Linked DNA regions of Cyprinus carpio: region 1 is linked to region 2. The links are chromatin contacts, called in public Hi-C maps. All regions are on one chromosome and are shown on one strand. The core of a region is the stretch at or near the end of the contact, and the rest is flanking DNA. Distances in the headings are between cores, read along the strand shown.

Evidence for each region. Hi-C and Micro-C count contacts between places; a contact is called where the count stands out from the background.
Region 1: a Hi-C map of liver shows a contact between it and region 2, with 6 times the contacts expected there. The contact joins the promoter of LOC109049507 here to the promoter of LOC109059322 in region 2. A contact is called at or near these places in 2 of 8 Hi-C or Micro-C datasets (both in liver).

The regions. Positions count from the first base shown.
Region 1 is chrA3:15,593,262-15,600,291 of ASM1834038v1, forward strand. LOC109049507 (insulin-like growth factor-binding protein complex acid labile subunit) reads left to right here and starts at 3,803. Exons shown (of 2, transcript XM_019067189.2): 1 at 3,803-3,920; 2 at 4,164-6,620. The coding sequence starts at 4,169. The coding sequence ends at 6,022.
Region 2 is chrA3:15,446,854-15,453,908 of ASM1834038v1, forward strand. It overlaps LOC109059322 (myocardin-related transcription factor B-like), which reads right to left and starts at 1,301. Exons shown (of 17, transcript XM_042720380.1): 1 at 1,138-1,301.

The sequences.
Region 1 (7,030 bases), core at 2,553-5,052, 150 kb after region 2:
CAAAGCTTCTGCTGTTGTGTGCCGAGAAACATACTGCTCTTCCAATTTGTTCCTCAGCATGAAATGCTTGAGCATACAATGAAATATTAGGCAGGTAATAAAAACATATTTATTTAGCATATGTACATCTATTAACATATTCTATTTTAAAATGAAATTCATTCCTGTGATGGCAAAGCTGAATTTTCAGCATCATTACTCCACTCTTCAGTGTCATACACTCTTAAAAATAAAGGTTCTTTCTTAAAACTCGTTAACGAACATTTTAGTCATACTTTTTGTTAACTAAATTAACACTACCATGCACCAGAATTGGAAAGGACCTCCTGTCAGAAAACATCTCTAAGGTGCTACGAACTATATGACTAGTAAGTAAAACTTCACACACACACACACACACACACACACACACACACACACACACACACACACACACACACACACACAAACACACACACACACACACACACAAAAAAGTTAAAAAGTTTGAACAAATTACAAATTATTAATTAATTAATTAATTATTTAAAATTTTTAAAGAAGTAGTGGTCACCACCCACTACTGCATTTAAAACCAAATTTAATATACCTGTTTTCTATGTGAATTTATTTTAAACTGTAAATTATTCCTGTTAAAGCAGAATTTCAGCATTATTACTCCAGTCTGATCCTTCAGAAATCATTCTAATGCTGATGATACACAGGGTACCTTTTTAAGAAATGTTGCCCAGCAATTTTGGCCAATGTTGCCGTCCACAGGCAACCAGGTGAGACACAGGGGCCATGACCGATCTAAAGTATCCATATAGAAATTTGTTACCCATTCTCAATGGGAAAGTGCCCAAGCAACATTGTTCAAAAAAAGTTGCCCCGTGTATCATCAGGCTAATATGATGATTTGCTGCTCAAGAAACATTTCAGATTATTATTAATGCTTTTACTGCTTAACATTTTTTATGGAAACAGTTCATACCATTCAACATTTGTGGTAATATTAAAACAGAGAGAACTTAATACTTTTAATAATCAAGGGTGCATTAAATGTGTCAATTGTAACAGTGAAGACATGTTGGAAAAGATTTATATTTACTAAATTATTTAATACTTTTTATAAATTCTGTTTATTAAACTTTTTATTCATCCTGAAATAATCCTGAAAGGGTTTCAGCTGTTTTAATAATAAGAAATGTTTTTAGAATGTTATTATTTCTGAAAGATTGTGTGACACTGAAGACTGAAGTAACGATGCTAAAAATTCAGCATTACATCATAGGAATAAATTATATTTTAAAATATATTACATTTGTAATACTATTTTGCAATATTACTATTTTCTATGTATTTTATAAATGCAGACTTTAAATTAATTAGTTTTTTCTTTTTTTTTTCAAAAGCATTAAAACATTGTAATGTTTCCAAAGTTTTGTCAGGTACTGTATAACTCTGTTTCCTAGTTCTTATATTGCTTAAATACCATTAATCAGATGGATTTGTGGCCCAAGATGCTGGGATAGGCTACAGCCACCACGACCATACAGAGGATAAGTGGTTTGGAGAGTGAATAGTTGGATGGATGAACTTGCAAGATAGCATTTTGACTAGCTTTGATTTTGTTTCTCTTCTTACTGCTGTTCAGCTTAGAAATACATTTACATTTACATTTAATCATTTAGCTTTTATCCAAATACCTTTCCATTATCTTTGTTTGTCATTTTGTGTCTATTACACCTGTGCTAAAACTATGAAATTGAAAAACTAATGAAGGTGTTTTTGCTCTCGCTCAAAACTGGCGTTCTTGTATTTCAATATTTATGCAACACTTCTTGTCTCAATTTCAAAAGGAAATTAAAAGAAACTTCCAGAGGTGAGTATCTCGGCAGGATTCACTGGCAGATGGAGGGAAGACCAAAGAGAGACCTCGTTAACATCAGCATCACACACATTTCCCCTCTAACTTAATCTGACATCATGCCCTTTAGGCCTGTTCACCTCCTCACCTCCACAGTGCTGAAGAAGTGACACAATGTCCAGCACTAGTTAGCTCAGCTGGTTGACGTTAAAGGCCGTTTTTGAAGCGTGCCGGCAGCACTGAGAGGCATCTTCACAGAACAGGCAGAGAGTGTGTTTGAGCAGCTGGCACTGTCATTCATCCTGACACCTCTTGTGCTCATGGTGAGCCACAGCCAAATGACAAAGCTCCAAACCTTTGTATATCATTGACTGTAGGAGACTGAGCCAATTAGAGCTGTTTGTCAGGGGAGAAGCAATCATTAAAAGCCACAGTGTGGCAGATTACCCTCAAGTACTGACTGCTTTCCATACCTGAGCTGTTCCTTTGCATATTGTTCATGAATATGTAAGCACTTTCTGTTTTTGAGAAGGAAGAAACTTTTTCTGGCTGTTGGGTACCTTACTTTGTCCTCAGCAGATGCACATTTATATAGAAAAAAACATTACAACTGCCAGTGGAAAGTGATGGAAAACAGACCTGAGGCAAGGTGAACTTCATCAATCATTAGTTCCCTTGCTTTCAACATGGAAGTTAATAGTCATTGATAATTTTGCTTAAAAAATGAAAGGTGCTGTTTTAAAACGTCCATGGCTTTTTCAGTGGCCTTCAAGATTGACACATTTTATGATAAAATATAATACAGCAGAAAATATGTGGACTTCTTGGGGGTAACTCAGCTTAACTTGATGAAATCTTGTGAGCAAAAGACTGTACTTCCCTCTACTGGTGATTTAATGGTAATGTGTCTTAAAATACAAACTCTGCTTAAAGGTTCTTTTTCCTCAACACTGTGCCATTGAGCATAAACAATAACATATATGTGGTCACATGTATCGCTCCTGTGACTATTTCTCAGGATGAGTTTATATTTGAAAGTTAATTTCTGACACATATCCAAAATCTTGACTGCAGAAAATCTGTTTCCACCAACATTTCCATCGCTATTGTCCTGGTCTCCGCTCTAGTCCTAGTTGAGCATATCTGGGTCAGCAAGTTCTAGTGGTCATTAAACCTGTGACAGAAAAGAACCTCTGCATTTTAAAAATCACTGTATGTGAATGAGATGTCTGTATTGATTTCTGTATGAGAGTAGAGGACTGCAGCATTTGCCAGTTGAGGGTCCTATCTCTGTATGCCTTTACAGTAGTTGCCACTTCCTAACATTCTTTGAATCCCACTGAATAATTACTGACACACATGTTCTTCAAATAAATACATTTTAATCTGTGTTATTAATATCCTTCTCTTTGTAACTTATGTTTCAGACTAAAAGCAGGCCTTGTCCTCTAGCTTGTTTAACTCTCAATAACTTTTTGGAGTTGGACGTCTTCCAACAGATAACCACAACCAGAGTAAGTGCCATCTGTTAAATGTCACTGATGGCTCGGCAGATTTACATGAACTTTGGAACACTATTCAGAGAAGTCAAAGGAGTTTTGTCTAAAATGTGTGGGAGTATTAGATAGAACATTCCGTGAAAATGCATTGACAATCAGCAACCCAACTTAGATTTCTAATTTCAAACAAAATATTCCAAATAGAGTTAAATTAGTTCAATCAAAATGTTGAAAATCTCCAATAAGACACTTTTTTTCTAAAATAAATGTTCATACATATTCATGTAATGCCTGTCAGTAAACACAGATCAAAGGTAAAAAAAAAAAAACAGAAAATAAAAAATTATATCAAGCTTATGCTAGAAATAATTTGATGTTCAAATGCTAAAACTGCAAACAGTAGCAACAGCAGCAAACTGAAAATGAAAACATCAGAAATGAAGAGGTTAATTCTGTGCGGAACACTGTGTGTATTTTCCTAGGTGATATATAGGGACAGAGTTGGTTCAGATCTGTCACACACATGCCACTCTTCTAGTGAACACCTGCTGGACTGCTGCCACAATAAAACGGTAGAGCCAAATCCAAAATTTCTCATTTGAAAACAATCAAATCGATCATTCTTATAATCCTTATTTAATTTTCCATAGATGTTCAGTGAATGTTTATGGGATTCCGAATTAGACGCTTTGAGAAAAGTAATATAATAGTGTGATAATCTGAATTTCACAGATTTTAAGAAAAGTATATAGATAGGTAGGTGCTTTTGTACCATACTAGTGTTTAATCTTGACATTTTGATTATTGTCTCTTAGTTGGAATGAACCACTTTGTACCACTATTGTTGTACACACTGGTGACATCAGTGGTGCTGGCAGACCCCAACAAAAAGGAATCCAGACCCTCACAGGAGCCAAGACTCTTGGTAGATCCAAAGCCCTCAGAGGAACCCAACGGCCAAAAAAGTGAGCCTTGCTCAAAGGGATGCACCTGTAGCCAAGATGACTACAGCTTAGAGCTCAATGTCTACTGCAGCACACGTAACTTCACCGAGGTTCCCTCCGACTTCCCTCTATCTACACACTCCTTATGGCTGGATGGAAACCTGTTTTCTAACTTAGCAGCGGCTGCTTTTGAAAAGCTGTCCAATCTGGAGTTCCTGAACCTACAGAGTGGCTTGCTGGTATCCCTCGATGGCCATGTCTTTAGAGGTCTGAATTCCCTTGCTCACCTGCACCTTGAGAGAAACAATATTCGTTCATTACCTGGCATAGTCTTTCAGGGAACACCCAACCTTGCATCCCTCAGTCTCAACAATAACCAGCTGTCTCGAATAGATGACAAGTTGTTCGCTGGACTCAGCCACATGTGGTTGTTGAACCTAGGATGGAATTCACTGTCTGTCCTGCCTGAGATGGGGTTCCAGGACCTACACGGATTACGAGAGTTGGTCCTTGCTGGGAATCGTCTGGCGTATCTCCAACCACAGCTATTTCAGGGACTCACTGAGCTCAAAGAATTGGACTTAACTGGAAACTATCTGAAAGTTATTAAGGCAAACGTGTTTCTGAAACTCCCAAAGCTGCAGAAGCTTTATCTGGCCGAAAACCAGATAGTGACCGTGGCACCTAGGGCATTTGTAGGCATGAAATCTTTGAGATGGTTGGACCTCAGCAGAAATCGTCTATCTGCACTTCATGATGAAACTTTCCTCGGGTTGTACAGCCTGCACGTGCTTCGCCTGTCAAATAATTCAATTGGTAGCCTAAGACCCGGGACCTTCCGTGACCTGCAGTATCTTGAGGAACTCTGCCTTTGCCACAACCAGATTCGAGCCTTGGGAGTGAAAGTTTTTGAAGGGCTGGGTCATCTAGAGGTGTTGAACTTGGGGAACAACCGGCTACAAGAGGCACGCATGGGCACATTTATAGGCCTGAATCACCTTGCTGTGATAAAACTTACTGGCAGCTGTTTCCACAGCCTACCGGATCAAATTTTCAAGGGTCTGTCAAAGCTCCACAGTATTCATCTTGATAGAAGCTGTCTGACAAAAGTCTCAGCCCAAAGTTTCATCGGTCTAACAGGTCTTCGTCGCCTCTTCCTACAACACAACAACATTTCTATGGTTGAGCGTCAGAGTTTTGTGGAACTACAAGGGCTGCAACAGCTTGATCTAAGGTACAATCAGTTAACATCTATCAATTCACACACGTTTCATGGCCTGAAGAACCTTGATTACCTGCTGCTGTCAGGCAACCTAATTCACAATCTTCCTGCTGAGGCCTTACTGCCTCTGCAACACCTGTCTTGGCTGGATCTCTCTGGAAACAGGCTGGAGTTCATACTTAATGTGACCATATACATGCTGCCACGTTTGCGTTACTTGAACCTGAAAGACAATGTACTGGTCAACCTCCCAGCTTCTATACCCAATAGCTTGGATCAGCTCTGGCTCTCAGGTAACAACTGGAAATGTGATTGCAGTGCTAAACCCTTTCGAGATTTCTTTCTACAGAAGCCACAGGTGGTTCCGCTGCAGGTTGAAATGCTTGGGGAAGGTGAGGAGCCCCACACACTTGTCACAATATACAATAACATCACATGTGCCAGCCCACCCAGCGTTTCTGGACTTGACCTGCGGAACATCGGCAGTGAACATTTTCGGGACTGTTAAATCTAAAACTATTGATTCTGCTACACCACATTTTACCTTTTCTATTCAGTCATTATAATTCAAATCCACATGTCAGAGCTTCAATTCATGACTTTTATTTATCTCAGTTTTGTGAAAAGATCTTAAAGATGGGTGATAGGCTCTCATTTTTCAAGTCATGTAAAAATAACAGTGTTAGTAATATATTCAAGTAAATTTTTTTTGGAAATAAATTCAAATAAAGACTACTGGAAAAAAAATTGTTAGGTGGGAAAATATTTAAAATATACAAACATTATATATATATATTACTCTATGTCTATTGTCTAACTGTCTTATTGTACTCTACATATAACATTTTTAAGTATTATGCTGCCCTGTTTGTTTGTTTTTTATGTCTAGCTCCTTCAAAAATTTGTTTGTTTATGGTCACTATGTAAACATGTAAAAGGGCATTGTGCAAATGCTCAGTCTGATAAACCAAACCCAAATTTGGATATATGTACATAATATTGATCCATGCTCTAAGTCCAAAGACCTGCTGAGCAACATCTTCACATTTGAGTATACGATCAGTGGTCAATTCCTATTCCACTTCTTCAGAACAGCAATGATCTAAAATTATCAATGACAATGATTTAAATAACAATTACAATCATTTTAAATTGCAATGTTACTTTACTTGAGTCCCCCAAATTACCCCATACAACCCAAATAACCTACAAGGTTTCCAGTTGAATTAATGAAATATTATTATTGCAGTTCTGAAGAATTCGGGTTTTTTTTTTCCTTCTAAAGGGTCACGAACAAACACCATTCCACTCCAGTGTCTTTCCACCTCATTTCTAGTTTATTTTGCTTTGTCATAGCATGTTATGTAAAACCTTAAATAGGCCTAATATTTTAACACTTTTTTCATAGTTTGACAGAATTACAGCTTGACTATCACAAGTGATATTTATGTATTTTTGTAACATATCACGTCTCATATTTCATCTTTGCACAGTGTTGTTTCCTTCATATTCTTAA
Region 2 (7,055 bases), core at 51-2,550:
TTAATGAACTATCAAGACTGTTTCACTTGTTTATGGTAACAAATACTCGACTCAAAATGCACTCTGTGACCTCACACCTATTGAGTTGGAGCGACACACACAAATGCATTTATCTAAAGTGACTTGCACATTCTTTGTTAGAATTCCCTTTGAATGTTTGTGCTGTACATGTATGGAAACCAGTGTATGATACCCATGCAATCAATCAAAATTTAATTCAAGTTTAAATGTAAGTAAATGAAGAGGCTGAATGGGGGTTGGGGGTGACTATCAAATGTAAAATTGGAATAGTGGGAATATATGAAAACATGAAATATATGGAAAACATTAATATAAATATTTAGCTGTATGCTTTATTACAGACACAAATAAAACTGTAAATTTAAATTCTATTTAAAATGTATGAATAATGTGACAAGAAAGTTAAGCGAGATCGAATCAGTACCTTTAAAAGGGGTTTTAGAAATATAAAATAGTCCTATACAACTTGTCTATTTCACAATAGACATGAGATGAGAGGAGATTTAAAATTAACATTTAGATGTATATTGTTTATATGTAAATCTACGTAGAATTAACATTAAGATTACATTTAAAATTGTAATTTGATATTCATACAATAAGTTTACATGATTTAAAAAACGCTTATTGACCAGACATTCTTAGTATATTATTAGTATTACTACACACACACACACACACACACACACACACACACACACACACACACACACACACACACACACACACACACACACACATACATAAATACATATAGCATACATAAACGCACAGAAATAAAAAAGGTATGACGTCATCTGAACTTTCTAAAACCGTGAACTATAACCAATGTAATAGTGCTTCTAAATATTCCCTAAAATAACTCTAAAAAGTTCCGAAAGTGACATGACACTGTTCCAGCAGCGAAAATATCAGAGAGAGAGAAAAAAAATCCACACAACAGTCCTTCTGTTACATAAGAGTTCCGTTTATGACACACCGTTCTGAATTCTCGCGCAGGTATTTAATATATAAAGTGTCACTTTCAATGTATTACAATAACTGGATTGTCATTCACTCACGCGCTCGGCAGTTAGGATACGTCTTATAGATAATAAAACTGGATAAGTATCCTACCGTTTTTTTGGCTTCCAAATTAAATATGTTCCCTTTGATGACACATCCAGAATACAATAAAATCCCGACAGGACATTTATTTTCTTTCTTTTCTGGAGTAGCATTTGTTACAGTGGGTAAAGATGGCCGCTCTTTTTGTGTTTAGCCGGTGATGTAATGAAGTTGTGTTAACCCTTCACAACTCTTCCGAAGACAACTGACACCACATCAAGTGAAACGGAATAAAACTACTTCATATGTAGGCTACTTCATATCTTATTCTGAAAGATAAACGTAAACAACCGACTACACGCAGCAATGCACATAGCCTATATGCACAGAGTAAAAAAAAGATATTATAGCCTACTGTAAGGGAAATGTGTCAAAATGTATTTCAATTAAAAGTCTAAATAGCTTATCAAAAGCTTGGAATTTTGTGTCAATGAAGAAAAAAAAAAATCGCATTTAATTGTAGGCCTTTCCCCCTTTGCTTTTGAAACTGGCTGATAAAGATTTTCCCTCTCTCTGATGCACACACTTATGTGATTGAGTCAAATCATGTTAAACTTAAATCTCTGTCCTGAAAACTATTAACTGAAATTTATCAAAGGGGATTTTTATTTGTTTTACATTTAAATATATTTATAGCAAGGTGTTATGGAGTACTTTTTTTGTGTTAAATAATTAGCCTACTCAAGTACTTTGCACCCCTGATAATGTTATTAGTGTGCTGCTGAGAGATTCGTAAACTCATATCAGTTACAGACCCTGATGTGAACTGTTACCCTAAACTGTTAAATGTCTTTCATCATTCCCACTGGGCTCAGTAAATAAACAGGCAAAATGAAATAAAGAAAAATAAGATAAAGCTATGAACTAAGATAAGTATAAATAAATAAATAAATAAATAAAACATATAATAATAATAATAATAATATGTTTGTATGACACTGCCATCTGGTGTGCTTTCAAAGTCAATTCACACCCGACATGTGATCATTACACGAACATATCCAAATATAATAACAGGAACATTTCTTGAGGAACTGATACAGCTCTGGGAAGCAAAACATACTCACTTACACAACTAGATTCAAGTTTCTTGTCACTGAAGTTTCTTGTCATTTTAAAAACAGCATTACTTAGTGTGTTTCCACAAGGTTGTTGCAGTATCTTTCCATGTATACTAATATTTTGCATTTAGGTACCAATATGTACACTTTGATACAAATATGTAAACAATATGTATTAATATGTTTACATAGATGTACCTTTTGAATGGGTACCTTCCCAGTGACAGCTTTTGTACCTTTTTGAGAGTTAAAATGATAGTTCACCCAAAAACAAAAATGCTGTCATAATTTACTCAACTTCGACATGCTAAACTTGTATGACTTTCTTTCTTCTGTGGAACTTGAAGGGTTACTCCACCCCAAAATGAAAAATTTGTCATTAATCACTTACCCCCATGTCGTTCCAAACCCATAAAAGCTTTGTTCATCTTCGGAACACAATTTAAGATATTTTGGATGAAAACCGGGAGGCTTGAGACTGTCCCATAGACTGCCAAATAAATAACAGTGTCAAGGTCTATAAAGGTATGAAAGCCGTCGTCAGAATACTCCATCTGCCATCAGACGTGCAATCTGGGTTATATGAAGCGAAGGGAACACTTTTTGTAAGCGAAGAAAACAATTCCTTTGTACAATTCCTTTGTAAACAGTCTCCTTTGTGTCTCTCCATATCACTGTATGCTGCATATGCTCTTCTGTACCAGCCGCACCACAAGGATGCGCTGTTTCTACTTGTACTTAGCTTTGATTTGAAAGAAAACAGCACATCCTTGTGGCGTGGATGAAACAGAACAGCATACATAGCATATAGTTACATGGAGAGACACAGAGGTAACTGTTGACAAAGGAATTGTTGAATAAAGTCATTATTTTTGTTTTCTTTGCTTACAAAATGTGTTCCCATCACTTCATATAACCCAGATTGCACGCCTGATGGTAGATGGAGTATTATGAAGACGACTTTCATTCCTTTTATGGACCTTGACACTGTTATTTATTTGGCAGTCTATGGGACAGTCTCAAGCCTCCCGGTTTTCAACCAAAATATCTTAAATTGTGTTCCGAAGACGAATGGAGCTTTTACGGGTTTGGAATGACATGGGGGTAAGTGATTAATGACAAATTTTTCATTTTGGGGTGGATAATCCATTTAAGAGAATTATTTTTGAAGAATGTTGTAACCAAACAGTTTTGGTTCCAACTGGCTTACATAGTATTTTTTGACCATACAATGTAAGTCAATGTAAATCGAAATTATTTTGTTGCCAACATTCTTCAAAATATCTTCATACAGTTTTGGAATGAAATGAGAGTGAGTAGTAGATGATGACAGATTCTTTTGGGTGAACTATCACTTTAACACAAGTATTAAGATATACAATCTTAATAAGTATTCACAATATTTGTGATTACCTCAGTATATTTGAGAGTAAATGCATGTGATATCTTGATTGCTTATTGTAAGCCAGTGTTTATGTTGTTGAACTGTGGCCTCAAAGAAACATGAGGCAAGTTGTGAACCCAGCAGGTAATTTCTTAAAAGTTTATAATATAATACTTAAGATGAACCATACAACTCTTGGTTTACCCAAACACTTCAGGATCACATCATCTTAATAAACTTTGCAAGTGTCCTTATGTTTCAACAGCCATTTAGAAAGCAGTAGATTACAGATAATTTGCAAACCAAACCAGAGCCAACATAACAACAAACTTAAGTAACACAGTGTGAGTCATAAGAAAGGTTGCTCTTTTCCCCTCTCTCTTTCTGTTTTCCTGCTTCCGTTTCTCATGTCTACTCCCACATAGCTGTTTCAGGATGATCATGTCCCACATTGCCCACACTTCCCCGCTGATGGAGGTGTGAGGCTTAATCACGGCCCAGAATAGTGTGTGGTTTGGGGAAGGGGGAGGCAGGCTGGATGCCAGCCGTATCTCTGAGAGTGCTGGCTTGAGATGTGACTCATTGTAGTGCTGTGTGTCTTTACATTCTGCTTCACACACAGTGAGATGATGGGCAGGATAGAGCCCCAGCTGCCTGAGAGACTTTGGGGCACCAACCACTGATTATTCATTTAGATTAATGCAACATCAAAAACAGTCTGAGTTTGTGTTGCAGCTGCGCCCTGGCGATCAGGTCATGCACACATGTTGTGCAGCAACATTCATGTTTGATTCTAGCCAATTCCTAATTCTGATTCCTCTATAAAAATGATTTTTCAAAGTTGTATACAAAACATGATTAACATAAAACAGATGATTAAGGGGAAACATACTGAAGAATGAAGAGGTGCTGCTCTTCAAAATTAATCTGGCTTACTTATGCACCATTTGGTTTTGAAGTATGGAGGTGGGAAGACTGACCCAGTCATTTTCAACACCTGCTCTTTCTTTTCCGGGTGACAGTTTGCGTCCAGTCAGAGACAGTAATGTAGACTGCAGCACACAGTTTACCATGATTTACCTTGTACCACTGCAAAAAAGGAATAACACTTGAGATGCCATTAAGAAATCTTCTGATGGTCAGAATGATTGGAGAAAGAAAGAAAGAAAGAAAGAAAGAAAGAAAGAAATGAATAATTTTATTCAGCATGTATCAAGTTGATCAAATATAACAGTAAAGACTTTTTAATGTTAAAAAAAAAATCTGTTTAAAATAAACACTGTTCTTTTGAACTTTCCATTTATTGAAGAATCCTGGAGGAAAAAAAAACATCACAGTTTCCACAAAAATATTAAGCAGCATAACTGTTTTCAAGACTGGAGACTGAGAAATGATGCAGAAAATCCCCAGGAACAAATTACATCTTAAAATATATTCAAACAGAAAAAAGTTATTTTAAGTTGTAATAATATTTCACAATATGAAAGCATCTATTTAAAATAGCACAGTCCATGTTGAATTGATGAACAACATGCCTGGATAATACAAATATAATGATTATTCAGTATTGATATCAGTTGTAAATTACTCTTACTATTGACAAAGATGTTTAATAATAAAGTGAATTAGCAGTGCTCACAGATATTATAACATGCATAAGAATGACTGCGCTATTAATGGAGCGCTTGTGCATTTACTATGCAGCACCAGCAGAGGGCAGTATAGTATTTCTGTTTTGTTTCATGAGCTACTTTTTTTTTTTTTTTGGACATTACAAAATTAGACATTCTGTTTTGAGCCTTTAAACCAGAACAAAATGATTTCTCAAGGAAACCTGCATGTCTCTGTATTGAAGAAACTGGGGAAATCAAAAGGAGAGTGTGGAGGCCAAATTTTTTAGCCTATACCGAGAGAATTAGAAACTCTACATTTCACTTGTTGGTCACGTCTTGCTCAAAACAAAGCATCAGTGGCAAATTATTTAAATTAGTCTGTCAAATTAATGTATTTGATTACATAAAGAGAGTCACAGATGATCATATTCTCATTATAATACTTGTCACCGTCCTGACATTCACACATTTATTCTACTTCATACAATAATCTAAGGTGAAATGATCCATGATACTGAAAATGACCCTCACTTCTAATGATAAAATGGATCAACAACTGCACAGACACATGTGCAAACACTCCACTTAATTGTGAAATGTTTATTGATGGGAAAGCATATGCTGTCTGATGGTGTCAGAAAATCAGTATGGGGGAGGTTTGGGGAGCTTTATTTGGTGTGTAATGAAACCCTTCTCAATGGATGGAGGCTGAAAGCTGAATATCTGCATCTAATTTAAGGGCCACTCCTATGATGACGTGAATACGTCGCCGTTTATAGCTGAAGCGATCATGCCATCCATGAGTTCTTACAGTGCACCGGTTAAAGTCCTGCCAGGCTTCAGAATTCAAGCCACATCCTGCAAGCGTCCATAATAACATCCCATGGTAGAGCGAAATGTCGCACTGTTAATTGACATGCAGTGTGCGTCCATCATGCCAAGTAGACCAGAGGATGTGACCTTGAAGATTCGACTAAGTGAAAGCAGAAATATGACCCAACCGCTGGGTTGAAGAAGTTGGGTTAATAGTGATTTATTAAAGCACAGAACATTACACACAAAAAAAAAGAAAAAAAATGAAGCAACTTCACAAGCATAAGTGAGATATGGTGTCATCATCCAGAAAGTCTAAGTTAATAATAGCCTAATATATTTTTAAAACATTTACTCAGACATGTTGCTCTAAAGCCATATTTTTTTTCTTCATTAAAATTTCCCATCGATATCACATTTAGGTTCAGATAGAAAGGAAAGGGAAATCTGTTCCTTACACAAAATCATATAATTTCAGAAGACTAGCACACTAGTCATTCAGCATGGATAGTTTCATGATAGTTTACAGTAATTTTATTATTGTGTCTGTGTGTGTGCTTTTTTTTTTTGGAACATTTACAATGTCACTGTTAATAAAGAGCTTTGTAAAAACTATTCAAAAAACCCTGTTGTTCCACGAAAAAATAACTGTGGTAAGTAACACTAGCTTGCTCTTTTCTTCTTCTATTCTATCTGTTTTCTTTTTATTTATTATATTATTTAAAAAGCCCTTGCTACGTGTACTGCGTTTAAGCTAACTGAGACTTGTTATAGCACTTGTATATCATTGCTCTTTTGTTGATTGTGATTGCTTCCATTGTCCTCATTTGTAAGTCGCTTGTGATAAAAGCATCTGCTAAATGACTAAATGTAAATGTAAGTAATGTATTTAATGATGACTTTAATTTTTCGGGAAGATCAGAAGGATTTTTTTTAAAGAAGTCACAAAAGTTGCATTTTTTATAAGAAAAATACATAAAAATTATTATTGTGAATTATTATTACAATTAAAGATAACTGTTTTCTATTTTAATATAGCTGAATCTAATTTATTAC